Linked DNA regions of Oryctolagus cuniculus: region 2 is linked to region 1. The links are chromatin contacts, called in public Micro-C maps. All regions are on one chromosome and are shown on one strand. The core of a region is the stretch at or near the end of the contact, and the rest is flanking DNA. Distances in the headings are between cores, read along the strand shown. Region 1 holds the start of CITED2 (Cbp/p300 interacting transactivator with Glu/Asp rich carboxy-terminal domain 2). Region 2 holds the start of HECA (hdc homolog, cell cycle regulator).

Region 1 (6,396 bases), core at 1,170-3,669:
TCAGTTTCACAAGCTTTCACCTGCCTCCCACAGTGTCCAGACAGAATCCAAATTTCTCAGGGCACAAAGGCTTTTAGGATCCAGCCTCTTTAATCTGTTTTCTCTCATCTTTGCATTAATTCCTGGGCCATGAGTTCCCCATGCACCTGCACCTCCCAGTTTGGTCAAACTTCTATTCTCCCTCAGGCTTTCCCAATGCATTCCCAAGCATTGGGATGCTTTCCCAATACCCCTGAGATGGTGTTAGGTGTCCCTCCTGTGCGATCTCCAAAGTCCTTGTGTTTAATGCTGTTGTGGTGTTTATCACACAGTGTCCAAGGCCTGTTTGTCTCCTCCTTTTGACCATGAGTTCCTATCTTGTATCTCCAGGCACCAAGAAAGTGCTTGGGGAGGATTCATTGGGTGGAGGAGAATCAATGAACAAAGCATGCCATGTTCCAACCAGCTGATCCCAGAACTACTTTTTTTTTTTCTTTCCGCCTTTAAGGGGTGGGGGGATGGGAGCATGACCTTTCCAGGGATTTCTCAATAGCATGTAAAACCACTGCAGCTGGATGGACTGTACCTTTCCTTAAAGCTTGCAAGAGGAATTTAGATTAGACACTCAAAAGCTGTTCCTTGTGTCGCAAGATACTGCAGTATAAGGAAGAGAAGTAAACAATCAGCCCAGCAATTTTTTTTTTCTGAGCTTGACCAATAGTTTGGAATCTATTTTGTGATAGGAAGTGGCACCATTAGGTCTGTTCCAAGCCTCTGGTTCTGTTACTGCATGTTCATGACCCACAGGTAAAGGTGTTGGGAGCAGGGTGGAACGAAATGAGGAGTGTTGCAACTAGCGATACAACAAGTCTTGTGTCCTTGTCCCCAAACAATAAATATTTTTTTAGTTTTAAAAAATATTTGCATGCACGGTTATAAACGCTGGGGACCCTGGAAGAGGAAAAAGAGGAAGACAGAAAGTAACAACTTTTTTTTTTCAATGACTAGAGAAAGACAGAGGAAGTTAATAGATGCAAATAATCAGGACTGGGTCTCACAAATGCCTGAACGGGGAAATGTTTCCGAATTTCAAGACCTCAAGAAATAGGGCCTTAAAAAAGTCTAGTGAGAAGGGAGGGGAGGCGAGGAGAGGGGGAGGGGGCTGGCTTTCGCAGCAGGAAGTCTTCGATGGCTATTGACTTGTGGAGAAACAACTCGTACTCCAGTCCTTATTCGGAGCGCTAAACTCGATTTCACAGCGTAAAGAGCAGCACCGGCGCTGGGAGCGGCCTCACTCCGGTGCCGGGGAGACGGCTCGTCCTCCCCGTCGGGAAAGCGAGAGCGCCTGCGGCTGGGCAGGCGCCCCGACCGGCCGCGGGGGTTTTATTTGCAAGTCAGCGAGCCCAGTGGGCGATGGGGCGCGCGGTGCCGCGTTCTGGAAGCTGGGTTGTTATTCTCGCTTATTGCCCCACTGCACAATTCCGAGGGAAAGCAGGCGCGCCGGCGGTGTGCGCGCGCAGGGGGCCGTACGGGACGTGCCGCTACGCGTCCACCCCAGAACCACTTGATGTGCAAAGCCATGGCCGTAGTGGTATCTCTTCGTTTGCCTCTTCCAGCAACAGCAGTCTTACTCGGCCCTCGAATTTCTTAATTACAAACCAGTCTTCTCCTAAATCAACCCTAAACCGTCAGGCAGAGCCCGGAGGGAAGCTTGTGCGAGTTTGCACACACACACACACACACACACACACACAAACACCCCACCTCCCGGATCAAGGGCAACAGCAGAAGCGAGGAACTGTGTATGTGCAAAAAGGTGGATCTGGGGACTAGGATCGCTGAGTTTGTTTACAGAGCAGAGACGCCTCAGCTCGGATGCCAAAGCTACCAAGAGCTGCAAACGCAAACTTAGCAGAAGCACACGTATCCCAGGAGCGGAGAGCAGGCTCCAAAGCGCGGCCCGGACTCCCGGCGCGGGAGCTGGGACTGCCAAGCCCGCGAGCGCGCTCGCTCCACCTGCAGCCTCTGCGGCTCCCCGCCCGCGGGCCGCTCGCCCTTGAAAGGAGTTGGGGGGTGGGGAGGCGGGGGTCGTCGGGGTGGGGGATTTACCTACACGCAGATTAAAACTAACTGCCCTCTCTGAAAACAGAAAGGCGCGGCCCGGGAAAGCGCGCGCTCGGACAGGGCATTATCTGCCGGGGGCTTTAAAAGCCAAGTCGGGGAAGCACGGCCATTCTTGGGAACCCTTGGAGAAGGGCCGCTTGGGGGAGGGCGGGGGGCAGAGCAGGGGCGCGGAGCGAGCCCCCCTTCCCGTGCAGGATAGGCCGGGTCGCTTCGGTGAGCGGGGTGGGAAGCCCGGGGATGGGCAGATCCGCCCCGAGAAGGGCGATGTGTTCTCCGAGGAGGCGCTGCCTCCACTAGGGCCGGGGAGCTAGGGAGGCTTTTTTTTTTTTTTTTTTTTCCCCTCCCCGGCCGGCGGGGCGGCGCCTGGGCCGGTAGCCTCTGCGCACGTGCGGCCGGACCCGGTCCAGGGTGCCCGGGAATCCAGCGCCCGCGTCTTCCCGCTGCCCCCCGGAGGCTCTCGCTCCGCCCTTCCTGAATCCCTTATATTAACTGTGGCCAAAGCCCGAAGAAACACAGCTCATTGTTGGCAGCTGCCGGGCGGTCCTGCCGAGCTGTGAGGGCAGCGCAGGGGGAAATAAAAGGGAACGGCTCCGAGTCTGCCCCAGCGGCCGCGGCGGAACCTCGGCGCCCCACTCCGCGAGCAGCGAGCGCCCCGCACGCCCGGGAGCTCCCCTCTATGTGCTGCTGAGCCGGTCCTGGACCGCGCGATCCCGCCCTCGGTGTTCGGAGCAGAAATCGCAGAGACGGAAGGTGAGCGCGGCGGGCGGAGCGGGCTGGGGCTCCTGCCAGCGCCGGCCTCCGAGGGCAGGGTTTGCCCGGAGGAAGAGCGCGAGGCGGAGCTGGGGAATAACAACAGGATGTGCAACAACAGGACGGCGAGGACTGCTTTCGAGCCCGAAGTTGGCGGCAGGGCTGCGGGGCACTTCCTTTATTCGGCCACTTCGGGGGGCAGAGGGCGGTGGGGGCTCGGGGGGCCCCCCGGCCCGGCCGCAGCGGGAGGAGCCGTTTGCGCAGCGCCGGGCTCTGCCGAGGGTGGCAGGTCCGCAGAGGGCGCCGGAGCCCGGGTGCACCGATCGGCTACTCGTGGGGGCCCCGGGGGCGGCGGCTCGCAGGCGAAGCGGGGCGCGCCGTGGTGGGCGACACGTGTGGCGCAGGTCTCACCCGCCGGCCCTTTTCCCTTTCAGGACTGGACATGGCAGACCATATGATGGCCATGAACCACGGGCGCTTCCCCGACGGCACCAACGGGCTGCACCACCACCCTGCCCATCGCATGGGCATGGGGCAGTTCCCGAGCCCCCATCACCACCAGCAGCAGCAGCAGCCCCAGCACGCCTTCAACGCCCTCATGGGCGAGCACATACACTACGGCGCGGGCACCATGAACGCCACGAGCGGCATCAGGCACGCCATGGGGCCAGGGACTGTGAACGGAGGGCACCCCCCGAGCGCGCTGGCCCCGGCGGCCAGGTTTAACAACTCCCAGTTCATGGGCCCCCCGGTGGCCAGCCAGGGAGGCTCCCTGCCGGCCAGCATGCAGCTGCAGAAGCTCAACAACCAGTATTTCAACCATCACCCCTACCCGCACAACCACTACATGCCGGACTTGCACCCTGCTGCAGGCCACCAGATGAACGGGACGAACCAGCACTTCCGAGATTGCAACCCCAAGCACAGCGGCGGCAGCGCGGGCGCGGGCGGCGCGGGCGGCAGCGGCAGCGCCGGCGGCTCGGGCGGCACCTCGGGCGGCGGCGCGGGCGGCAGCGGCAGCGGCGGCAGCAGCGGCGGCGGCGGCGGCGGCAGCAACATGCCCGCCTCCGTGGCCCACGTCCCCGCGGCAATGCTGCCGCCCAATGTCATAGACACTGATTTCATCGACGAGGAAGTGCTTATGTCCTTAGTGATAGAAATGGGTTTGGACCGCATCAAGGAGCTGCCCGAACTCTGGCTGGGGCAGAACGAGTTTGATTTCATGACGGACTTCGTGTGCAAACAGCAGCCCAGCAGAGTAAGCTGTTGACTCGAGCGGGAGGGGGGGGGGGCGGGGGACACCACCCCCACACACACCCCTGCGAAAGAAATCAACCCCCCAACTATCGGTGTGAATTAAAAGAAAACAAACAAAAAAAAGCAAAACAAAACAAAAAAACAAACAAAAAAAACCCCATTCCCTTAGACACAGTATCTCACTTTTCAGATCTTGAAAGGTTTGAGAACCTGGAAACAAAGTAAACTATAAACTTGTACAAATTGGTTTTTTAAAAAAAAAATTGCTGCCACTTTTTTTTTTCTGTTTTTGTTTCGTTTTTGTAGCCTTGACATTCAGCCTCCCTTATGTAGTTGAAATCCCTAGCTAACTTGGTCTTTTTCGTTGTTTGTTTTTACTCCTTATTTCTTCACTTTCTCCAGTGCTCAACTGTTTAGATATTAATCTTGGCAAACTGCTTAATCTTGTGGATTTTGTAGATGGTTTCAAATGACTGAAATGCATTCAGATTTCGAGTGAAAGGAAAAATTGCATTAGTTGGTTGCATGAACTTTGAAGGGCAGATGTTACTGCACAAACTCTGCCATCTCGCTTCATTTTTTTAACTATGCATTTGAGTACAGACTAATTTTTAAAATATGCTAAACTGGAAGATTAAACAGATGTGGGCCAAACCGTTCTGGATCAGGAAAAGTCATACTGTTCACTTTCAAGTTGGCTGTCCCCTCTCCCCTGTATGTACAGAAAATAATAGGGTGTGGAATGTCGTCAGTGGCAAACATTTCACAGATTTTTATTTTGTTTCTGTCTTCAACATTTTTGACACTGTGCTAATAGTTATATTCAGTACATGAAAAGATACTACTGTGTTGAAAGCTTTTTAGGAAATTTTGACAGTATTTTTGTACAAAACATTTTTTTGAAAAAATACTTGTTAATTTATTCTATTTTAATTTGCCAATGTCAATAAAAAGTTAAGAAATACTTGTTTGCTAGAAGTCATTTCGGGGGAGGGGGAGTAGTTCCCTTTGGTGGCTTTTTTTTTTTTTCCTTCTTTCCTGTCTTTAAGTTGAACACTGTATTGATGAGAGTAAGCATTCCAAAGGATAAATTACAGGACACTGAAACAGGTCATGATGAGCTTAAGCGGAGAGCAGGATTTAACATAATTGGCATAATGCTTCATTGTTATCATTGAAACATGCCTCTTGGTGTGGTTTAATCAAAAGCTGCAAAGTTGTCAAAGTGCTTTTTTCCCCCTTAATTGCCATCACATCCAAGTGTACTCCAGAGTTGGAAAGGTTTGCAATACTAAACAGTCTCTCTTTCACTGGGTGGGAGGGGGAGGGGCAATCAAGTGTTTCTAGTTACACCTGATTCAACTGGAATAATACACTGAGTGATGGATGGGGGTGGCATTAAATATAAATCCACCTTTATCTCCAGTGACGAATTTTATTTCTCAGCAAAAGTGCTAAGGATAGGCACACATTTTCTAGCTTAATCTCTGAAATAGCTTCTGACTGGTTTTCAGTTCTAAGGCAAAGAGGGGGTGGAGTTCCACCTGGAGGCGGTCTATTTTGTTTTCCTATAATATTTAAAATTTGCTTAGCCAAGCTGAGGTTGATTTAAAGGTCAAATTACAATCTTCACAAGATGTTCCCTGCAAGGCATGCCCTGTTTTCCAGAATTCTGAGATTCTTGGGTTGCATGGGCTGGGTGCAAAGCACATAAGGATAAGATCATTTTAATTTTATATAGAAGAGTTCATCAAGGCGAGCAGAACCACCGTTAAGTGGGTGTCAGGTTTTGCCTTATATAATTAAGGAAAAAGTAATATTGTTAAAAATCTCAAGTTATCCCAGGTGGAAAGAGAAGGAATTTTAGTTTGTTTTCCCTTTCATGTTTCATGACAGGTTTGTAAGAGCAACACACCTACATTCAAGAAAAATACAGACTTCTGTATTTAACCTACTCAAGGGGTAAAGAAGCGTAGGGTGAGGACATAGCTACAAATAACGCTTTAAGAGAGCCTTTCATTTAGACTCAGATTCCCATCTTCAGTCCCCTTTTCATAATAAATCAGGAGAAGTGGGTATACACAAGTGTTAATTGCAGGGAGTCTGGTTAAAAGCTGATTAAGTATAATTCAGATCACCTACATTCCCTGATTCTATTTCCAAGGCAGGCCATGTGACATTAAGATGTGCACTCTACTGGGTTTTTTATATTTCTATAATTGACCCTTTCTTATTAAAAATTATGGCCTAAATAAATAACTTCTCTGAGAATGCACTCCATCATCC
Region 2 (6,396 bases), core at 2,477-4,976, 210 kb after region 1:
TTCATATATTTTTAGACCTAAAGGAGAAAAGCAGAGGCCTAATGAAACCAGAATCCCCGAATGAAACTACATAATTATAATCTATTGCATGATTACTAGATCCTAAAAATAATAATTGGCAAATCTCGTCCACCCACAACCAAAATGTGACAATATGCGCAGACAGATGTTTACTATGTAGGAGGATGGCACTTCCTCACGCCTCCCATTCCTGCAAAAAGCTTCATAAAATAAAACCTAAGAATGAGTATCTAATAAACCCATTAAAGGTGCAAAACCCTTCCAATTACTACTCAACCAATCCAAGACTTACAAATGCAAGTTCAACTTCTTCAACTGTAATCATACCGCAGGTCTCCAAAGCTAGCAATCTTCTTTTATAAAGTTATGTATGGCTCTTTATACCTACCGACAAACAATGAACAACTAAGAGCTAATATTACCTTGCCCTAATGGCCACATGGCCCAAGACCTACAAGGTATAAAACCATTCTCCAAACTCTAAACAACTACAAATAAAAGCTATTAACTTAGTTAAATCATTAAGTTTGTATGTGTGCAGATGCTGACAGAAACTGACTTGAACAATGAGAACAAACCATTTTAAAAGTTTAACAGAATGCATATTGACTCCTTCCTAAGAGGAACTATTATATTTGTACTATTCATAATTGCTAAACCTACTGCCACTGTTAAGTAAAAAATTGAGAAATACTAAAAATAGTTGAATTGATGCCATTTTAAAATTCAAAAATAGTTGGGTCTTTGGTTCTGAGAGCTTATATGTGTCTGCTGCCTCTTTTTTTTTTTTTTTAAAGATTTATTTTATTTATTTGAAAGACAGAGTTACAGAGAGAGATAGATACACACAGAGAGGTCTTCCATCTGCTGGTTCACTCCCCAGCTGGCTGCAATGGCCGGAGCTGCGCTGATCTGAAGCCAGGAGCCAGGAGCTTCCTCCAGGTGCAGGGGCCCAACAGCTTGGGCCATCTTCTACTGCTTTCCCAGGCCATAGCAGAGAGCTGGATCAGAAGAGGAACAGCTGCGACTAGTACTGGCGCCCACATGGGATGCCGGTGCTCCAGGCCAGGGCTCTAACCCGGCACGCCACAGTGCCGGCCCCTGCTGCCTCTTTCTTTAAAAATTCACCAGTGCCATCCTTCTCACACTCCTATGTTATAAAGCATGGCTTTAAATAGCCAAAAAACAGTAACAGAGCATTTATGATTTCCATATTCACTGATGTGCATGCCAGAGGCATGCTGAGTGATCAACTGCAGAGCTGCCATGAGGAGCTTTCAAACTAAGGTGAATCATTCACCGAGACTTGAGAAGCAAGAGTCAGCATCATAAAATTCAGCCCACCAACATTCTCACGTCTGCACTTTCTGTGACCCTGATGACAGCAATGTTCGGCCCATTTCTCTCCCCCTGCCACTCACTGAATAAAACACGTTCCAATACAGAAACACATAGCTTTACACAAATCTATACAATACTGGGACATTTTCCGAGTCTGCCCCCTCAGAGGAGAGTAACAACAGGGGAACCATACAATGTTCATGAACTAGGAAGTGCCACCTGCCAAAGAAAAAACTTCCTCACGCTCCTTTAAAGTGGTCTCCTCTTGTGGGTCAGAAAATAAAGAAGAAAAAAGAAAACAACCAACTGGAAGCTTCCATCTAAAGCAAAAAATAGCAAAGTAAACCAGAACCACCACCCCAACAGGAGTGTAAGCACCATGAGGGCCGGAAAGGCTGGACTTGACTCCTTTCCCTTAGTAACTCAGTACCTGTTATGATGGTGTTAGCAGTGGTTACTGTTTTTTGAGTGACTAAATAACGGCTGTCATTCACTGATCACCTGCTCTTGAGGAACTTCACTGAACTGTCGTCACCTTACCAGAGCCCACACTGAGCACCTGACAGGCAAGGAGCACTGGGCACGCCTCCACGGCCCTAGGAGCGGCCGGTGTCATTTTCCCTGTCAGTTTTACAGATGTGGAAATTAAGGCTCACAAAGATTGACCTTCCCAAAGCTTTAAAGGTTGAGCCAGGAGTCTGCCTTAACCAGAGTGTGGGCACCTTCCTCTCTGTCACATCTGTACCAAAGTGAGGGTTACAGCTATGGGGGGGGGGGGGGGGGGGCAGAAAGATCGCAGAGAACACGGGCTGTCCCAAAGCTGTTTCAGCAGATATTCACAAAGCGGCTAAGTTTGCTCCTGAACACAAATAATCTTCCTATTTCAGTACCGTAGAGATACAACCAAAGGGGCCTGGGGCTCTGCTACTAATAAGCCCCATGTAATCTCTGTGTTCTGAGCACGGTGGGGTTCTTGTCCAGTGCAGGTGCCCGTTCAAAGTGACTGATCTACATTAAAAAATGGCTCCAGAAGCTGAAAGCTGTGCGTTAACATCCAGATATAAAGGTCCTCATCTCCCGTCATTAAAATATACCTACATTCTCTTTCCTGAAAAAGTGCCCGACCAGAGGAATTCAAAGACCTGCCCGCCTCAGTGGAAGTGTTCGCCCAGCACCCCACAACGAAAACCAAGTCTCCGCACTGCGACCACAAACCCTCCCCACGTCGGCTATTCCCAACGTGTTCCCCTGAAAGGCGGATTCCGGCACTCCCTACGATTACTCGGTTTCCTTCGAAAAACGCCAAGCCGTATTCTATACGGAACGATCGTGTTCACCTCCAAGCTGGGGACGGAAGTCAAGTTCAGATTCCCTGGCTTCCTCGAGCAAGAGCAATCCCCTCACCCCCCACACAAGTCACAGAGACGAACGCCCTACAGCAGAAATGGCTCCCGGCCTGTCCACCTGTGGCCCTCAGGACGGCGAGCCTGGATTTGCCGGGAATTAGGCGGAGGGGTGGGGGTGGGCGCCAGGGAGAATGCACGGGAGCCCAAGTTTTCAATAGGATCATTCTTCTCAACTCGGGCAGCTCTTTCCTTCCTTCCTTCCTTCCCCGGCCAGGGCTCTGCCCGCGCTGCCCACAGCCGGGCACCCGGACGCCCCTCGGAGCCTACGGACCCCGGGCCGGGGCCGCCGACCAGGGCTCGCAGTCAGGCGTGGGGACCGCGGCGGGGCGGAGGGGCGGGGTGCGTACTTCCTGACTCTCGCATTGTCCACGCATCGCCCGCGCCACCCCGGGGCCCGCCACCGCGCGGGGCCAAGTCGGCGAGGAACTTGGCGCCCGCCCCGGCTTACCGTTCTTGGCGTCGCCCGCGGCTGCAGCGCCCGCGGCGGCCGCAGCGTTCGCGGCGCCAGCGCCCGCGCCTCCGGTGCCCGCCGCGCCTCCGGTGCCCGGCGCTCCCGCCGCCGCCCCGCAGCCCGCCGCCGCCGCCAGGGGCCCCCCGGCCGCCGCGCCCGCCGCACCCGCGACCGCGAGGGCCCCGGCTCCATTTTCCTGCTCGTCCCCGCTGCTGTTGGCGCGTTTGTTTTTGCGGCCGCCTTTGCTGTTTTTGGGGTTGGGCATCTCGCGAGCGAGCTAGCGTCCAGGTGCCCCGCGTCAGCGCCCGGAGGCGCGCGGGGGCCGGCGGCTCCTCAGGCTGCCCCGTCTAGCCGCGCGGCCCGCGCCGCGCCATCCCGGCCGCCGGGCGGCCACCCGAGCCTCGCAGGCGCCGCGGGCTCGGGGCGCGAGCGAGACGCTCCCGAGGCGGAGGGAAAAGGCGGGTCTCCGGCTTGTTTTGATTCGGCTGCGCTGACACGCTCTGGGCCCGCCCGCCGCCCGTGACGACACTGGGGCTTCGGCCTGGCCGCGCCCACCAGGTGACCTCACGGCGGCCCGGGCGCCCGCCTGACGTCACGCCCCACGCGGAGCCGGCCCACCTCGAGTGACGTCATCTTGGCGCCCTCAGCGCCGGGGCTTGCGGGGTCCGGGAGTCTTCTCGCAGGGCAGTTCCTGAGGCTGCCCAAAGGGCCGATACCGTGGCTCTGAACTTAGGCGGTGGCTTCCTGACCTTGACATTAATGGAGACTTAGAACAATATGGCCTGGCCACAGAGGCAGGTGGCTGGATCAGGCTCCGCAAACCAAAGGATTTCGGATTGTAATGCATTCAAGGGCTCGCACACAGTGGGCGTCAACAGCAGGGTCCCGACATGGAAGCCGGCTGGGTCTGAAGAGGATGGGTCCATGCCCCACAGGGCCCACTGTTCAGGGCTGTGACTCCTTGCTGCCTGCGCCGGCGAAGCAGGCCCTTCCTAGGAGAACCCCAGTCCATGTGGGTAACACTGAGGCATCCCGTGCTGAGTTGGAGAAGATGGGAGATGCCGCCAGTGAAGGAAGCGGCGAGCTGAGAGCGGGGAACCACTGGAGAGTCTGCAGTTCTTGGATTTTCCCTTTCACCTGCCCGACCTTCAGATACCTAGAGCACTTCCTACGGGTTAGCACAGACACACCCTTCGGAAAGAGCGGTGAAGGCTGGTTATTTCCTCCCCATCTCTACATCCGCTGTGTGTGTGTGTGATTGCTTCTGTCTGGTCTGTCTCGCACTCGAGAGAAACTTCCACAGATGAGAGCTGTTACCTGGCGTGGGCCCCTCAGGGGAGTTACGTGTACGTCTTGGATATATCATTTTCCCATGAACTAGGATGGAAAGACTATTTTTAGCTGACAGTGTTACCATACCTCCCCCCACCCCCATCCCCCCATCGTATAATCTGCTTTAATTAGCCCAGTTCTCCAGTCAAGGCTCTGTGGCTGTGCCCTAAAGCTGTGAGACAAAGCAGTACAGGGTGGAGTCCCCTGCCCGAGCGCACCTGCTGGGGAGGATTCTGATGGCGAGCTGTGGCCAGCCATAGCAGAGCCCAGAGTAGCACAGAGAAGCATTCAAGAGCCGTTTTAGAAGAAAAATGAGGAAACTTTTAATTCCCCAGTGTAATATATAGCAGGCGTCTTGAAAAAGTTCATGGAAATGTGTATGAGGAAAAAAGCTATGTATGGATTTCAAGATTTTTATACCAGGGCGGTGCTGTGGCTTAGCCGGTAGAGCCACTGTCTGCGGTGCTGGCCTCCCATATGGGCGAGGTTAAGGTCCCAGCTGCTCCACTTCTGATGCAGGTCCCTGCTAATGTGCCTGGGAAAGCAGCACTCCTGGCTTCCTTGCAGGCATTTAGGGAGTGAATTAGCAGGTGGAAGATTTCTCTGTCTCTCCCTCTCTGTAATTCGGCTTTTCAAGTAAATAAATAAATTAAAAAAAAAGATTTTTACACCAAAAGTACCTCTCTTGAACTCCATTTTCCACAACTTTTTGAAATATCTTCATCTTAGAGAAAAGAGAGCCCTAGTCATAGATATTCTGTACACGTTTGTTCACATCTCTTTCTTCCCCACCTCAGTATCCCCTAAGCCACAGTGCCCCTTCAATACAATGTTGCTGAACAGAGGATACCTTAAGCACTCTTCTGGCTACATTTTCCAGAAGCTAAATGTCTCAACTAAATCATCAATTCTCTAGCAAGAGGAAGTCTCTCTGACCCCAAAGTTAGACTTGTTCTGATGGACTCCCCATACGCTCCTCACCTCCACAGTTTGCCCATAGTGTTGAAAAAGCCTTTTACTGTCTCTTGTCTGGGCTCCCACCAGACTGTAAGATCAGGAATAGCAGAAACTGTCTATGTCATTGTATGTGTGATACAATGCCTAGCACAGTGCCTGGTACACAGTATGTGCTTAATAAATGCATGATACATACATGAATAAATGAATCAGTAGATAGTTCTTTGGAGGTAGATGTATCAGGATATGGTGACCATGTATACAGGAGAGATGGAGGAGAATGTAAGAAAGTTCTGAGAACTGGAGGCAATGATATGATTCAATGAAGACTGCAGCTTGAGTGAGAACCGAAGTTATGGAGGAAGATAATGAATTCATGTTGAATTTCATTACTGATACACCTCACTGGAGGTGGTTGAGAGACCTCAAAATATTTCGGTGACATTAGCTATGGTTTTTCTTTTTTTCTTCTTTCGTTTTTTTAAAGCGGTGAAGATGATGTTTTGGGCTGAAGTACAAGACGATGGAGGTAATTATTTTCTTGAGTAAGCACGTAGCTGTCATGCCATATTGAACAGAGTACATGTGCATGTACCCTGCAGACAGACATTCACACCAGCTGCCTCCCACCTCTACATAACTGAGGCTTAAGACTTGGATGCCTGCCCATCAAAATATCGTAATTGGCTGAGAGCACACAGACATCCAGCCAGTTGCTGTTCTGCTTAATTGTGTGAGCCACCTCCTTCTCATTCAAGCTGCAACAAAATCAAAAGGAGGAAGGAGCGCTTAGGCCGCTTCTTCCATGCTCACCCTAGCTAGTCTATTTTTAGCCTTAGTCAAATGTGATGCAGAGGCCATGGTTCTGATATGATTGCAATAAAGGCA

The links. Hi-C and Micro-C count contacts between places; a contact is called where the count stands out from the background.
Region 2: a Micro-C map of ear pinna shows a contact between it and region 1, with 3 times the contacts expected there. The contact joins the promoter of HECA here to the promoter of CITED2 in region 1. A contact is called at or near these places in 2 of 6 Hi-C or Micro-C datasets (ear pinna and embryonic fibroblasts).

The regions. Positions count from the first base shown.
Region 1 is chr5:29,482,026-29,488,421 of mOryCun1.1, forward strand. CITED2 (Cbp/p300 interacting transactivator with Glu/Asp rich carboxy-terminal domain 2) reads left to right here and starts at 2,420. Exons shown (of 2, transcript XM_017345399.3): 1 at 2,420-2,853; 2 at 3,288-5,074. The coding sequence starts at 3,296. The coding sequence ends at 4,123.
Region 2 is chr5:29,695,433-29,701,828 of mOryCun1.1, forward strand. It overlaps HECA (hdc homolog, cell cycle regulator), which reads right to left and starts at 3,727. Exons shown (of 4, transcript XM_070073498.1): 1 at 3,217-3,727. The coding sequence starts at 3,484.